Linked DNA regions of Anas platyrhynchos: region 2 is linked to region 1. Evidence: chromatin contacts called from public Hi-C data. All regions are on one chromosome and are shown on one strand. Each heading gives the region's core, a stretch centred on a gene start, on an enhancer-like site or on the middle of the called end of the contact. The rest is flanking DNA. Distances are from core to core; before and after follow the strand shown.

What was found. Hi-C and Micro-C count contacts between places; a contact is called where the count stands out from the background.
Region 2: a contact with region 1 is called in a Hi-C map of skeletal muscle, with 2.3 times the contacts expected there. The contact joins two enhancer-like sites. A contact is called at or near these places in 3 of 8 Hi-C or Micro-C datasets (liver, skeletal muscle and subcutaneous adipose tissue).

What each region holds. Positions count from the first base shown.
Region 1 is chr9:12,932,864-12,940,769 of IASCAAS_PekinDuck_T2T, forward strand. No RefSeq gene overlaps it. Among named protein-coding and RNA genes, the nearest start is that of BDH1, 19 kb to the left of the region's middle. Within about 2 kb of position 3,613, at least 3 of the 8 cell types and tissues checked have an H3K27ac peak or open chromatin away from gene starts, as enhancers often do.
Region 2 is chr9:12,997,834-13,005,739 of IASCAAS_PekinDuck_T2T, forward strand. All of the region lies in intron 3 of DLG1 (discs large MAGUK scaffold protein 1), which reads left to right. Among named protein-coding and RNA genes, the nearest start is that of DLG1, 34 kb to the left of the region's middle. Within about 2 kb of position 3,883, at least 1 of the 8 cell types and tissues checked has an H3K27ac peak or open chromatin away from gene starts, as enhancers often do.

The DNA.
Region 1 (7,906 bases), core at 2,363-4,862:
CCCCTTGCAGGCAGATGTGCCAGCTCCGTGTGCTGGTCTGAGGCTCGTGGTCCTGGGCTGGCAGTTCAGACCAGGGCTGCTCTGGGCCCAGGAAAGTGGAAAGGGCTGAGCACAGAATGCCTGCCCCAAGTGAATTAAATTTAAGAATTAAATAGGTACTGAATTAAATACACGAACGGCTCAGTTGCTGAGCTATGAAGTCAAATCCCTGTCTGTACTGAGGTCTGACTGAAGCAAAGGGACCTTGCTCCCAAGCCTATGCACAGCTGCTGGCACTTTGGGGACTGTGGCTCTGAAATGAGAGTGGCTTCCAGCCTGGTCCCAGCAAACAAGCAGGGAACGACGTGCACAACCCCCAGAAGACCTGACAACAGCTCCACAGGGAAGTGCCACTGGGGAGCACAGCGCCGCTTCCCCTTCCCCAGCAGCAGCGCAGGGCTTGCCCTGCAGCCTTGTGGTGCTGCAGACTAAAACAGGCACTTCCCCGCCAGAGATGAGGCGCCAGCCTGGTATTGCCAAAGCAGCAAGGGGAGCCTGCCTTTGTGCCAGCTCTTGCACAACGCTGCAAGGCAGCCCAGCAGCCGTGGGTGGCAGCAGCAGCTCGCACTGGAGGAGCTCTGCCTTGCCATGCAAGAAGGGGGAGATGCCAGGGCCAGGAGCAAGGCAGCAGCCCCAAGGATGCCAGGCTGTGCCAGCCTGGGCTTGTCACCACCCGTCACCTGGGCATCACAGGGTGTGGGGTGAAAAGGGTGCTGCGAACTGCCTGAATTTGCTCAGGTGGTGGAGGAGGTGATGGCAAAGCCGGGGGTCCCAGCTTGGGACTTTTACCCATAACCACGCCGAGAGGACGTGCGGTGGCACAGTGCGTTCTGCAGCTCCTCTGCAACAGGTGAGGGACAGGCAGCGATAGTTGTCTATCAGCTCTGTGTTTCACTTTAAAAGGGCCCCAGCACTTCAGGACAGACAGTTACGTATGAGTCTCTGTGTCCATGTGGGGCTCTGCCACTGTGTATAAATAATTACCTGGAAGAGAGATTGGACCCGTATTTGCCACACCGCTGCCTTTGCTGCAGGTTTATCGAGCCATTCTCCTTCCTCCTCTAGCACAGGGTTGTAATTATTTGTGTGATGTGGGAAAGCTTTGGCAGAAAAGCTTGGCAGAACCGTCATCACCCACTGCATGAATTGTGGAGAAATGGTGCTCTCCCGAGGTGGCGGTGGTCCTGTTTCACAGCCAGGGGCAAGCAGGCCATCTCACTCGCAGACCAGCTGTGCTCAGATGCTGGTGCTGAGAAACCACAACCGAGGAGCCATGGCCCAGGCAGGGCTTTACATCGTGCCTTCACCAAGGGAGAAGAGGACACAGAAGAAAGCAAGCTGTAATTTCTCCTCTCTGCGTCAGCCCAGGTACTCATCCTTGAGCACAAACATATCTTATTTTCCAGCCAGAACTGCAGGTTGGGAACTAACAGGACCCTGCCCTCACCCTTCCCAAATACCAAAGCCCCAGAACTCTCCTTGCTGGAGCCTGGGGTGGAAGTGTAAACGCTCCGTCATTATTTCTCCCTGGGCTGTGACTGTCAGAGCAGCGGTGTGAAAATGTGGTAATATCAGGAGAGATCAGCGGAGAGGTATTTCTGACTTTACCCGGAGCAGGGTGGACCGTAAATCTTGTGAGATAACATGTTGCCACAGAGACTCGCAGCCAGTTTTTCAGGCCTTAGGAGTCTGAATGCTGCCAGCAAGCACACCTGAACCAGCCCGCCAGGTCTGTGCATCGCCAGCACAGCAAGCAGCAGGTTTCTGTTGCACCAAGGGCCACAGACTATTCCTGCTCCTCGTATTGCACAACCTTAGAGGTATTGTGTCAAACCTTATCGGGATATAAGCTGGGGTATTCGTGTCACGAAACCAAAAGCACAGCTGGTCTGAGAGGCCAGGAGAAATGACAAAGGCTGGTTCAACAGAAGCTGATGGGTGAACACCACTCTTGTGTCACCTCTGGGTCTGCAGTGGGTTTAGAAACTGTGAAATATCTCACTCGCTGACGGCCTGGCCCTGCCTGGGATCCCCAGCAGCCCAGAACTCCATTGCAGCCCATCCTGGGGCCACCCGTCCCTGCCCAGTGGGTACTCCTCTCCTTCTCCAGCCTGTGCTTCGCTCTGCTGACAGGGAAATGCCCCAGGGAGCCACCAGCAGCCCCCAGGCCTCCCTTGGCATGGCAGCAGTTTGGGCCTGAGGCACCTGGCTCTGTGCAGGCCGGGCTGCTGCCCAGGGGATCCAGAGGGTGCCGTGGGGTGACACGGGCACACAGAGATGTGGCCGGGGTGCCCAGGGGCTGCAGGAGCCCGGACCAGCTGCCCCTCACCCCTTCCACACAGTCCCAAGTGTGTTTTGGCACCCAGCACTGTGGGGCTGGTCCTGGCCACCCCAAAAGGCTCTTTGTGGCCCAGGTTGCTGTGGCCATCAAGCAATGATGCTGGGTGGTTTCTGTCCCGTTTCAGGGAGATGCTGGTGCCCTGCAGGAATTCATTTTCTGACTGCTGTCACCTTTCTTTAGAAATGATCCAGGCACACTAACTTGTTCCCAGAAATGGAAAAAATGTGTGCACATCCCCAGCCCGGCTGGTAGCCAGCCCTCCGACAGGCAGGATGTGTGACCGGGCCTGGAGCTGGGGCTGCAGGCTGAGCTCACACCCGCACCGTGCTCCCGGAGAGCACAGCTCCAGCCACTGCTCCCAGCCCACGCAGACGGGATGGAGGAGATGGCTGAGATCTTTGAAATGTGCTTTTCAATAGGATTCACCCCCGTTTGAAACAGCAGGGAGAAAAGAAATCCACAAGAAACTACCCAGGGGCCTGTAAATGTCTGTTAAGCTGCAGAGAGGATGAAAGCAGATGAGGTTTTTTTTTAGGACTCAGCTGCAACACTTTAAAACCCACTCCCAGCAGTGCCTCAAGCTGGCCGGCTTTGATCTGAAATGCAGTGGGAGAGTTCACAGGAGCTCTTGCAGTGCTGCAGCAGCGGGCAGCCGGGAGGTTTTGTGTGGATAGCAGCATTCCTGAAGTGATTGCAGCCGTCGTGGTGGATTTCTGTAAGGGAAGGCAGCAAACAGGCAAGAGCAGATTTTCAGCCAGCTCGTGCCCACGTGCCGGGTGAGCGGTGCTGAGTGTGCCTTGAGCTGTAACCACACCAGTGTGCACCGCGCTCCCACAGCAGAATTTCTAAAACACCACATTCCTTAAATTACCAAATTTTGGGGCTGCTGTGTGTGCTGTCGGTGGCAAAACCTGCTGACATGTCTACAGCAGCAGCCCCCGAGCAGGCAGGGCAGAACGCAGGCGTTGCTGCCTCAAGATGCTTCCTGCACCCCAGGGGGCTGTGACCCCACTGCCTGCCCGCTCCTTCCACCCTCCTGCCTGAAAGCCATCGGCCCTGCCCCGGCTGATTACAGGCCCGGCTGGAAATGCAGACGGCTTGTGATTTCAGTGTGAGTCACAGGAGGCTCGGTGGCTTTGCTTTCCTTAGAGCTCCAGCCCCTGGGCTGGGGTGGTTAGCCGGTAATGTCAGCTTGCCTCGCCAAGGGAGCACGTCTGGCACAGAGAAGTCGGGATGTGTGCCGAGCAGGCTCGGGAGCCCCAAAATGAGGGAGCAGGCAGGAGTCCCGAGCGTTATTTTGAAGTCTTTTCTCCTCTTTGGGGAAAAGAGGCCATGAGGTGGCTGGAGGAAGGCTGGTTACACACCTCTGCCTCCTCGTTGGTGCCCAGGAATGTCCCAGGCCCTGGGCTGTGCCGAGCTCAGACCAACGCCGCCTTCACCACGGCCTTGCCTCCTCCATGGCCGTCCCCAGCCTCCGCTGTCTGACAAAGCCCCTCCAGCTTCCAGAGGTGTGGAAACAGTGGGAGCCGTCTGTTGTGTACGTTATTTTGTTATTTGTTGGTGTGAAAAAAAACCTTGGAAAAGCTGACAGTGAGCAGCTAGGGGAACACATCCCGATAGGAAGCACCTGGGGGTGCAGCTGACCTCCCCAGCCCGCAGCCCAGCACCGCCCTGTGATGGCACCGCCCTGCGGTACAGCAGCGGCCTTCCCTTTCCTGCTTGCTTACGGAGCCTTTTCATAACATCTCTGAGCAAGCCCGTTATTTATCAGGGTAAAATTGGCTATCCAGAAAGGTATGAGTCTGCTCAGGGTCAGGAGGACCGCAAATACCCATTTTCTAGTCCTGACCCTGCAAACCGCCTGGATGATAAGGCTGTCAGCTTTGTAAGCAGGCATCACCGCACAATGAGAAGACAATTACAGAGAGGGAACATTTCTCCTGGGCTCCACAATTCACCAGCAGGTGTGAGTGCCACTGACCTCACAGGGAACGGGGCAGGTGGACTGGGGGATGCGCTGTTCCCTGTATGAGCATTGCAGTGTTACTGGGACTGCTGGGGAGACTTCTCCCCTCCCCTGGGAAAATGCTGTGAGAGGGCACAGGGCTGCCCCGCAGCTCACAGCAGCTGGCCCTTGTAGCTGGGTCATGCTTTGGGCTTTTCCAGTGATGTTTGCCACCCTGTCATAGGAATCCTTGCTCACCCAGCACAGGCTTTGCTGTTGAGCCTTCCCTTGCAGCACCAGCCGTGCCTGGTGGCAGGCCTGACACTGAAGCTCCTGTGCCTCGTGTTACATGGCGTGTATGGAAATCGGGTGGTTTCTGAGCGTAACAGCCACAACTAAGGGGATGTCATACACAGAGGAGCCACAAAATGAAGCGAGTCTCCTTCCCAACAAAGGCTTGTACACTAGGATTTACTGACTGTCCATGCGGCGGGGAGGTTTGTAAGAAAAAAAAAAAAAAAACTTGAATAAAAGACCTGCTTTTCCACCAAGCTTGAAAAGCCTGTTAAAAATCTGTGTTCATTTGTTATTTATTGCCATGAAATATTTGTCTGACATTTCTAATCACAGCCAATACCTCCACTGTGACTTAAAGCTTAATTGCTTGAACTTTTCTGCTAGCGACGGGCTGATGCTCTGACCTTCTCCTTGCAGCAGCAATCAATTTACAGCACAGCAGCACTGCCTTCTGCCAGAGCCCAGCGAGCAGAGAAGTGCCCATGGGCTTTTCTTTAGGGTTTTGCTGGCAGAGCGCCCTCAGGGCAGGTAGGGAGCAGAGGTGCTGCTGCCCCTTGACATGGCTCGGCTGAGGGCTGCGCCATGCCCTGCTCCCCATGCCCTGTTGTCCTCCTGCTCAGCCCCGAGGCCAGCGGGTGCCCACATGGCCCTTGCAGCATCCTGATCTCGGGGCTCCCCTGCTAACGGCAAAGCAGAACTTTGGCAGCAGGGAAGGAGGAGCTGCCCTCTGGCATGCTCCAAAAGTCTGGATGCTGTATCCTGAAACTTCGCTACCTTCAGACCGGTCTTTTCCCTCCCATCAGATACGTTTTGTGTCTGAACACGGTCATGCAGTGTTTCCGTGCCACTGGCCTGATGTCACATTTCACTATGGACAAGTAAGGAGAGAGGCCTCGCTGCTGCAGTGAGAGCAGCCCTGCTTGGCAGACACAGTACCATTCTTCCTGAGACATGTTTTCCCCCACTAGGCTGTTTAGAGTGCCTTTAACCAGAAACCAGCAGCCCTGTTTTACAACACAGAGGGTGCTGGGTGTGCCACCGCCCCCGGCTCTTCAGCTGCTCAGCACCACGTGGAGGTGCCCAGGGACAACATGTGAGGCTGGCCGTGGTGTCTCAGGGTATCACCATCTCAGGGCTGGTGAGTTCACAAAGGGGAGGTCCAGCCCCTGAGACAGGTTTGAGACCCATCCCCATGCCATGCATCACCCCCAGCCCCACCGCTCCCTCGCTGCCCCTGCCCCCAGGCGATCCCAGCCGCAGCTCAGCGTTTGGTTCAGTTTGGGTACGGGGGACGCTGTGGCATCCGCCTTTCCCTCCCGTCCCTGTTCCACAATGATTCACGGGGATGAAGGAGCTGAGCAACAGGCAAGAGGATGATTTGCCTTGTGAGGGTGATTCAGCCTCTGCAGGGTGGTGACAGAGTGAGCAGAGCTATTGTTTCTCCCCGTCAGCTGGTGACAAAAGGGTTCTTGCCCCTTTTATGACATTTCATTGTAGAAGAACAAATACGTGTAACAAAGCAATGTGTAAAACAGTGATGAGTGAAGTCCCTGCTTCAGGGAACACCCTCCAGTTTTTCTCAGCCTACCCTGAACACCAGGACAGCTCCCTGCGAAGCAGTCAGCCCTTCTCTTGCCTGAGGATGCTTTTGTTGTGCTGTGCATCCCAGGAGCAGCTCAGTGTGCAGGGGACAGGGGCTGGCTCAGTGGGTGCAGGCACAGGAGCCGTCCAGTGAGGCAGGTCTGCTCTGGCAGCCTGGGAGTGCCACACCAGCCACCCGTGCTGACCACATCAGCAAATTCCTGCACCTGTATGTCACTAGTCATCCTACAGGCGTGCACAGCATCACCTTGACAAAGTGGTTAATTTGGCACAAGGTGCAGTCACTGAGTTGTACTAATGCAGCAGTGAGCAAGCAGCAAAGGAGATTCAGCTGTTAAGGATCGGCATGCACACAAAACAGGAAAGCAAATCTGCATATGTGCAGTAATTTGTACCAAAAAGCCAGCTGCACGTTCAGTTCATGCTCAGTCCTCCCGCCTGCACTGAACCTCCCCTGTATTTTAACCAGTCCAGCAGAAATGTGGACTCACAGCTGTGAATCCCATGCACAGGCAGAGGTGTGGGGCAGGGTAGGGGCTGGCAGTGCAACCTGCCATGGCAGAAACCACTCTGACCCACGGCCTGACTGCCACGCTGCTGCTCGTGCTTATTGAAAAGGGCAGCACAGAACTGCAGGGAGAGCAGAGGTGTGCTGTGACCGTCACCTGGGCTTTGAACGGCTCCCAAGTAAGGAATGGCTTGGTAGGTTGGGACAGTGCTACAGACTGGGAAAATAAATGGCCCAGGGAGAGTATTAGAGAACTCTACTAAACCCTACGTGCTGTGATGATTGGGAATGAATATCCTCTGCCTCTTCTAACAGGAGGTTTGGGGGCATCAGGTGAAACTAGCAGGAGCCCATTCACAACAAGTAAGAAGATGCTCGTTCACTAAATCCGTAGCTGAGCTGTGAAACTCTGCCGTGTGGCATAGCAGCTGCCCAAATTTTACAAGGGTTCAAAAAATGATTCACTGGATTCATGGAAGACAAAAACGGGCTGTCACAAATTCAAACACAATGCCAGCACCAAGTGTCTCCAGATGCAGGGAGGACACACATCTCCACCAGCTCTCCTGGACATTTCCTCTCCCCTTGGCATGCCCAGGGGAGATGCACCACTGCTCTGACTCACTGCAGCTGTTTCCGTGCCCCTTTGCTGCACATAGGTGTGAAGTTTACAGGTTTCTGCATAAATAATACACAGCCTTTCGACAAAAGCTGCCAGATCAGTTACTACTCCAATATCACTAATGTCAAAATTAACAGGAAACTGAACCACAAACCACTACATCAGCATCTACTGACTTAACTTTTTCTTCTCCTGGTTCCTCACACTTTACATCTTGAACATTTGCATTGTAGATGAAGTCCTAGGAGCCACGTGTAAGATTAAAGCACGGATTGATAGCAGCTTCAGGATATTCAGGCAGCAGTAATAAGTGTGCTATTGACAGTGAATATTCATGTGGATAGATCAGCTTGGAGGATTAAAAGACACATCCTAGAGGGGTGGATATAATGCAAGCAGGGGCAATCAAGTAAATGAACCAGAAAAGGTGCTGCTTTATTGGCCCTTTACAGTCACTGTCTCCAAGTCTCATTCAGCTCATAATTACTGCTGCCGGAAGATAACAGCTATTAGCAGGCTGCAGAGCCCCGGGCCCTTTGAAGTCCTGAACAA
Region 2 (7,906 bases), core at 2,633-5,132, 65 kb after region 1:
GTTGTTCAGTAGTATACTTTAAGTAAAATAGTTGAGTTTAAACAAGTGATTTAAAATGTCCTTGAATAATATTTCTAGTGAGACAGCGATGGAAAAGAGTGATTTTGTACTGTTTTTGTTTCAAAACACTGAGAAGCATACTGCTTTTGGGCAATACCAGAGCAGGATCTGTCTAGTCCAGTGCCTTGTTTCTGACAGTAGCTGAAACACGGTATCTTGGTAAGGGGGCAGTGTATGTATGAGATTCCCCTGTGTTACCTTTAGGACCTCTCTCTACCCCTAGTTCAAACGTCATCATCTCTTCATGCAAGTACAGTGCAACAAAAGGCTAAGGTTTTTTTTCTTTGTAACCTCCTCTTAGATGGAAGAAGACTGCTGCTAGCTTGACACAAAGCTGCTTCTCTCCAGGTTAAACAAGCCCAGTTCCCTGAACCTTTTCTCAGTGTGCTCCAGCCACTTGGCCACTTGTCTTGGTGGCTTTTCAGAGCACCTGCCCCTGTATTCCAAATATGATCTAGAAAGTGTATGAAAATGCTTTGTAACTTCTCCCACAGCAGTCTTAAATTATTGGAGGTAGAAAAATGAAAGACACTGATGTTGGAAGGAAGTAAGTTATGGAGGAAAAGGTGTGAAAATGGAAACAACTACAGTATAAGCTTTTATGTGTAAACCTGATACAGAAATCACTTGATGGACCCAAAGGATACTTTCTTAAAGTGGAGCAACAAATCCTAGAATTTTGTGAATTTAAAATCGTGGAGATCAAAACTCAGTTACATGGGAAATAATTAAACTAAAAGCTTAAGAAATACACCGAGTGTTAAATTAGTCCCCAACACCTCTTTGAAGTTGGCACATGTAAGTGATGTGTCATGATGGGTTTTGGCAAGGAACTTCATTTTGCCAACATTTCTTGTGTTCACTAAAATACAAATAGCTTTCCAAATATATTTGATTGGATTGCATATAAATCATAGTTATCTGCTGAGCCAATTGAGTAGTGCAAATAAGGCAGCGCTTTGCTTTGATATGCCATCTGGTTAGAGTGCTGAAGGAATGCGTACAGAATCAGTCATCATAAAAACTTTGGGAAGTGAAAAAAAAGACACTTCTACATTGCAGTAACGTTGGCAGTGTCAGCAGATGGTATGAAATTGCTCCTGTATGTAATCTTGAAGCATAAAGCAGTGCCAAAGAAACAGCTGCCTACTAGGATAGCTGGTAGGTGTCAAAACCAAGGGTGGTTGCCTGCAGACTAAAGGATTGGCTGATCATCGTTTGGAACAGGAGACGAGGTGTGCTGTTAAGAATGAGGAATGCATGCCGTAGGTGGATTTAAAGGTTATCTGACAAAAATGAGGAGGAATACAAGCAGAGAATACTGATTTTGTAGTCATACCAGGCGAAATGACATTCTCACTGCAGGTATTTGTTGTGGTCGTGAACACAAGTGCTTTAAAGACTGCTCGAAGTTCTCCTGCTCAGATCAGACTTGCCAGGGATCATACTTCCCCTTGCATGGCAAGTAAAAAAGCCCAATAAATGATGAGGCAGCATGAGGTCAGTTATGTCCAGGAGTTACAGCTAAAGCAACACTACATTTCATTTTCCATGGATGGAACTGAAAGGTAACTTGAGTGAGTTCCAAAGGTGAATGGGTTTGTGCATAATGAGACAATGAGGACATCAAGAGTGAGGAAGAAGTTGGCGCAAAGTGACAGTGGTGGACGTGATGAAGTGACCTGATACGTAAAATCTGAAAAGCAGGATGAAGAAAACATAATAGACTAATGCAAGTCATTAGTTTGTCTTATGGCATATCAATTACATGGATATAATAAGCTTCATGCTTTTAAGTTCTTTTTAAAAGGGATTTTCTTAAATTGTCATCATTCTGTTAACGTGATGCTCTACCAGCTGCCAACAGTTTGGCCCAGGAAATCCTGGACTAAGAGGCAATTATCCTGTATTTGCTCAACTTGAATGGCTCTTTTATACAGACCTGTCTATCTCACCAAAATGCACACAGGTATCAATCTGTGCCATGTGCTTCATATACAGGGTATCCTGAGAGAGAACCTTTGTTTACATGCATTTGCATGTTCTTTCTAAATGACTCTAAGTATTTAGAAACTACATCTTTTCCAGTAACTTTGGGTTTGACAACGACTGTGTAGCTTTCATGTCAATGATGGTTGTATTTGTGCAAGTGTGAGTCCTTGAAAAAATAGGATAATTGGACCAATGCTTGTGTTCATGTGAAGCTGATGAGCGTTACCTGAAGCTCTTGAACGTTTGTCCTCAAGCTTGTATTTATTTCCCCTCGCCTTTTAAAAGGAAGAGCTGCTAGTTTATACTACAAATAAGTGGCAAATGAATTATCTGGTTATTGCATCAGTTCTGTGCGTGTTTGGTTAGCAATTGATTGAAGAGCAACAAATGGCTTTAAAATAACAGCATTTCGAGCTCTGAGAACATATGGGCTAGGAGTATTTCCAGCTCTCCATGACTCTGAGAACATGGTGTGGATTATATTTAGGTTGGAGGAGATGCTGAATGCAGCAGTAAAAAAAAAAAAAAGGGGGGGGGGGGAATAACCTTTTGAAACCAATCCTATACAAAAGACCCCTTCAAAGCATTTTCTGAACTCCAGTTGCCCTTCTGGAACTGTGAATTATTTTGGAGGAACTGGTGATCTCAGCTTGAGTAATTTTTCAGGTAGGATTAATGGGAGTAACAGCATGAAGCATTCAGTCCTAATCAGTTTTGCTCTGTGGTCCTTGTTTATATTAAGGGAGAAGAATTCAATCTGTAGCTTCAGGTGTGACAGTGAACCGATGTGTCAGGTTGCTGCAACTGAGAGTGCTTCCACCCCCTTTTCTGTAATGCTCACTTAGCAGGAATGCTTTTCTGCTGGCTGGTGAGTTAAAGCAGCTCATGGAAAAATCAAATGAACACTAGAGCTGTTAAAAGGTAGCTGCTGGAAAGGAGAATTGGATTGTTCTGAGCAGTTACATTGTCTGCTGCCTCTGGAAAGGCAGGTAAAATGATAAGGCTTTAACAGCTCAATGCTCTGGGAAGGAGGAGAGGAGAGCAGTGGGGAATCAGGGGAATTAAAATGTTTGGTCTCCTTGCCTGCTGCTCCTGAAGCCGGACCCTCAGAGTGAGCAGCTCTGGCATAGTTTCCTGTTGTAATGAAAACAGTGGGAGAAAACAGTGGGTGAATAAACGTAGGGTTGTTCGTAGTTGGACATATGGTCTCTAGCACGATTCCGTCAGCAGGCAAGGGTATTTAGGTTTCTTCGTACCAAAAAATAAACCCACAAAAAGCACACCCCAACCCAAAACCCAACAGTGTTTCCTGTCTTACTTGAAGTGAGATTTGAGGATGGCTGAACTTGCTGGCTGATTTGTCTCATATGCCACTAGTCAGTTCTGTCTTACTAGCTGGCACAGCGCATGAAAGCTTTTATTTTGCGAATGCATTAAGTTGCACTGGGGCTTTTCAAACATAAGGCTTGCTTTTCTTTTCACTGTTTTCTTGATTTGATGCTTAATCATAGCCTGCTATATTGTCAGTGGATATTACTCATACTTTCAGAAGTGGTAATGTGACTTTTTTGGAGCTGGCTCTTTGAGGACGGTGTGCTGCAGCATCCTGGGTTGGGAGGTGTGGGAAGAAATACTTTAATGAAGTTCTGGTACTTGGTTAAGTGTAACCAAGGGCTACTGTCCTAAAGGTCAGTGTGGGCCGAAGTTAGCGGCATTCTCTGAACTCATCTGCATGCCTGATGGAGCGAACAGTGCTCGGGGCATTCTAGTGACCGGCCCATGGTGGCTGCAAGAGTGCCTTTCTTATCTCCTCCGTGTGTGTGTGCTCTAGCAGTGGGTGAACATGTGCCCACATGACTTGTAATAAATGCTGAGGATGGTTTTTCTCCTTCCTTGTTTCCCCAAAGCTGATTGTGCCAGTTGTGGTTTCGGTTTCTCTGAAGCGTGCAGTTGAAGTGGGGCATTCTGCTGCAGTGAATTTTCCCTCATCTATGTGACACATTCTTTCATATCGTGAAAAACAGCGTGCTAGTGGTGTTTCCCCACCTGTAGTTGCGGTGTCTTCATTACCTGGTTAAGTCAACACCCCTGGGGAGTGCTTTGCTTGCCTGCTGTGTACAGTGGGGATGTGCAAGTGGGGCAGCTCGAGAGCAGACTCTTGAACAGCCTACAGAGACAACTCTGCCTGGGGCTCTCCCAGCTGATGGCTTTGGCCAAATGTGGCGGCGGTTAATCTAGAACTGAACAGGCACGCTTCTCGCCCTACTGCACTTGTGCATGGTTTCCTTAATCTTTGTTTTAACTCTGAGCTCCCTGGAATGTCGTAATGGTGAACTTAGTCCATTTTTTTTTATAATTAATAGATGACTTTTTACTTTTTGTACGGTGATTGTCTCTTGGAAAATACACGTGTTTGACTTGTAGTGTGTTCCTGAATCTCCTTGTAAAGCTTTTACCCAAAAGAGACCTCTTTTATTCTTCACTTTTTTAATCGATTTGTAAAAATGTGACAAAATACAACTATCACATAACTGATGCAGAAAATCTCTTTTGACTGTGTTAGCATGGTTCAGAAAAAAATAGTGTTTTAACAAGCTATACTTTTCCTCAAGAAAAAAATCCAACCAATCACCACCACAAAACAACCAACCCTGTACACACAGCACCTTGCCACTGCTCTCTGTCCTTAGGACTGATAATAATATAACTTGTTCAAGAAGATGAAACTAGAACTACCTTATTGCATGAAGCTTTTTTGCTTACTGCTTTAATTTTCCTGCCGTATATGAAGACAGCTAGTGAATACTTGAGCTCCCCACTGCTTTTTGTTGCAGCGGGACTCTAGGCAATGACGATGCCTGTTACGCTGAGGAGGAGCGGCGAGCTTAGTGACCCATTCATAATCAATGCATCTTAAAAGCTCTTTGTAGGAAACTTCCTGGAGATAATCACCATGTCTTGTCTGGTGAAATATGCATCGATTTCTCCGTTTCCTTACTTCCTAATAAGTTGTCTGCTGTTTAATGTATCCAATGTACCCAGCTAGTGTTATGCAAGCAATTGAAATGCAAGGGAATGGAAGGAAGTTTGAGGTTGGGCTAGAAGTAGCATGGTTCTTACAACTCTCGTCCTGTTTTTCATTGGTTGAGAAATATTTCTTGGAGACCATCTGGGCAACTTGAGGAGATTCGAAAGTACTGTTTTATACAGTGTTACGTAATTGCCACTGCAATGTGTACGCACACAGCTAGAAGTACTGCTCGCATGGTGAGGGAAGTGCTCTTAAAAAAAAAAAAGGGGGGGGGGGAGGGGGGAGAAAAAGTGGAAGAGCTTGTCTTAACTAGAAGGGGAATGCTTCCAAAATAGAAAGATAGCAATAGCTTTTCAAACCAAATATTAGTACAGGAACAATAAGAGTTAAGCCAAAACAAATTAAAGGCACAAATCAAAAGGTTCCCTGTTGCTAAAGTAATTAGCTCAGTAAAAGCCTTTTATAACTATAATGTAGATAACACAAGCTTGTTGTGATGGAGCTGGATGATTGTAAAGATCCCATTAAGTTGTTTGTTAGGAATTTAGGTTAATGGATAGATGCTGCAGGAAACGATTGTCTCAATTCCTATAATTTTGAGGGAAAATCATCAGATTGGGTTTTGGACCCCAAATTAAGGATTATCTGAAATAATAAGTGCTATTTGCTGTAGCTTCTTCTAACATAGCTTTCATGACACAAGGATTGGAGAAATATGTAACTGATTATCCTGTTAAACAGGAAGGTTAATTGCAAAGTCGGATTATTTCCATTTCCTTAGAGGTCACTAGTGATCTTAGAAGCCCTTGCTTTTTCTCCCACTAACTAGTGTTCCTTCATATATTCATTCAGAGAATAAAATCAGAATTAAGCGGTGTTGTGTTTTTTTTCATCATCAGTGTACTACTATTTATAAACAGTATTTGGAGACACATTTGTCAGCAGATCGTGAATATAATGAATGAAATGAAAAACTTTCTGGCTAAATCAAATTTTTACTCTTTTTTTTTTACATTTGCTTTAATTCTGATGTTTGGATAGAATAGGATGTGAAATGCATTGTTGTAAAACGAAGACTCTGGAAAAATAAATAGTTTACTGTAGGCTGTTGTGTGTTTTACATTCTTAAACACTACTGTTAGGCAAGCAGAGAAATCGTTTCCAGTGGAAATGGAGAAATGCTGCCCTCTACTGTTAGTGAGGAGTTTTTCTCGAGAGCAAGCAGGAAAATCTGGGTATCTACATTTTAGAAAACTTGGCATGGCTTTCTCTGCCCTCCAAGATTTGAAGTATCTGAGGAGACACTTTTTGAAAGGTAGGGAAAAGCACAGAACTGCAGTATTAGATGAGAGGGGACAGAGCTAGAATTAAGTTTTTGGTTTGCCAGTCATGAATCTGGAAAATCTTTTTGATACTTTGGCTTTTTTTTTTTAATTTTATTTCCCACCAGGGAAGAGTCATGGCCTCAAGTCTGTCAGTGTTCAAGAAGCATTTGGACAGTGCTCTTGAACAATTCTCTCATTCTTAGCTGAAGTCAAGAGTTGGACTTGAAGACTCCTGTTGAGTCCCTTCCAGCTCAGGATATTCTGTGATTCTGTATTCCAAGTTATGTGCCCTTTCTCCTTTGTGAGGTTTACCTTGCAGTGTAGAAGGGACTAGATTTGGAACACTTTGACTAGATTTGGAAATACAGTTTGAAAAGGAAACAATAGGACTGTAGACATGAATTTTCCACGTTCAAAACCAGTCTTGTAAGATTTGGGATGAGAGGAGGGGTTGGTGTTTTTTAGTTTTGTTTGGTTTTAAATCTCTTACCTGAGATAAGGAGTGTCCTTGAATTCCTTCATTGTCTTAGTCTCTTTTGAGTGGTGGAAGTGTCGTAAAAACTGAAGTGAGTGATAGCGAAGTTTGCTTTGTTGTGAGCTGACTGTTCTGTGGATTGATCAGATTGTGACACTGTAGGGAGAGAGAGCAAGTAAGCGCTCTTTTACTTCCAAAGTAGTTTAAAGTGCCTGAAATCCTATGAAAACATCTTTTTGCTAGTTTAATGAGGGACGTAATTCTTCATGGACTGTCTGACATCACCTTCAGGTATGTGCAACCTTTGATTAATGACTAAAAAAGCAACTCCTTTATCAAAAAGAGTAGAGCAGAATTCTTTGTTTCCTCTGAGCAGGTGGCTCACAGAAGCTGAGGAGAGTGTAATGTATGGGGAAAAAATAGAGGATGAGACCCCAGACTTCGTGTAGCTTAGGACTCTGCTTCTGAATATGACTAGCAGTTTGTCTTAAGGAAAAAATCATGAGGAAAGGCTAAGTGTCCACTTCAGTTGCTGATGCACTTCAGAAGGCAGCATCTTAAAGACTTCCTGAGCTAGTGATTATCGCTGTACGTTTTTATTAGACCTTAGTCTACCTTTGGTTTGCTGTTCTGTAGTTCCTTTTTGAACACTTCATGTCCTTGGCAGTAAGTTCTGCAGCAGTTTCTTTTGCTAGTGTTTTTAAAATATCTACTCAATTATTTCTTTGTCTACTGATGCCTGTGTGGTCTTAAATAGTGAATAATTGCTTTGTATTTGCCTTTTCTCCACCATTCATGTTTTTAAAGATCTTGTATCAAGTTCCCATGCTCAGCTGTTTACTTGAGACAGATGAGGCTCCTCACTTTATAATCTTCATAGATGAAAGCCTCTGGGGATCTTTATCCTAGCTGTTATTCACTGTACTTTTTTGATTTTTGTCGCTGCTCTTCTCAGATGAGATCAGAAGTGGGTGCAATATTCAAGATCTGTGAATTCTTCAACTATTCAGAGAAATAATACTG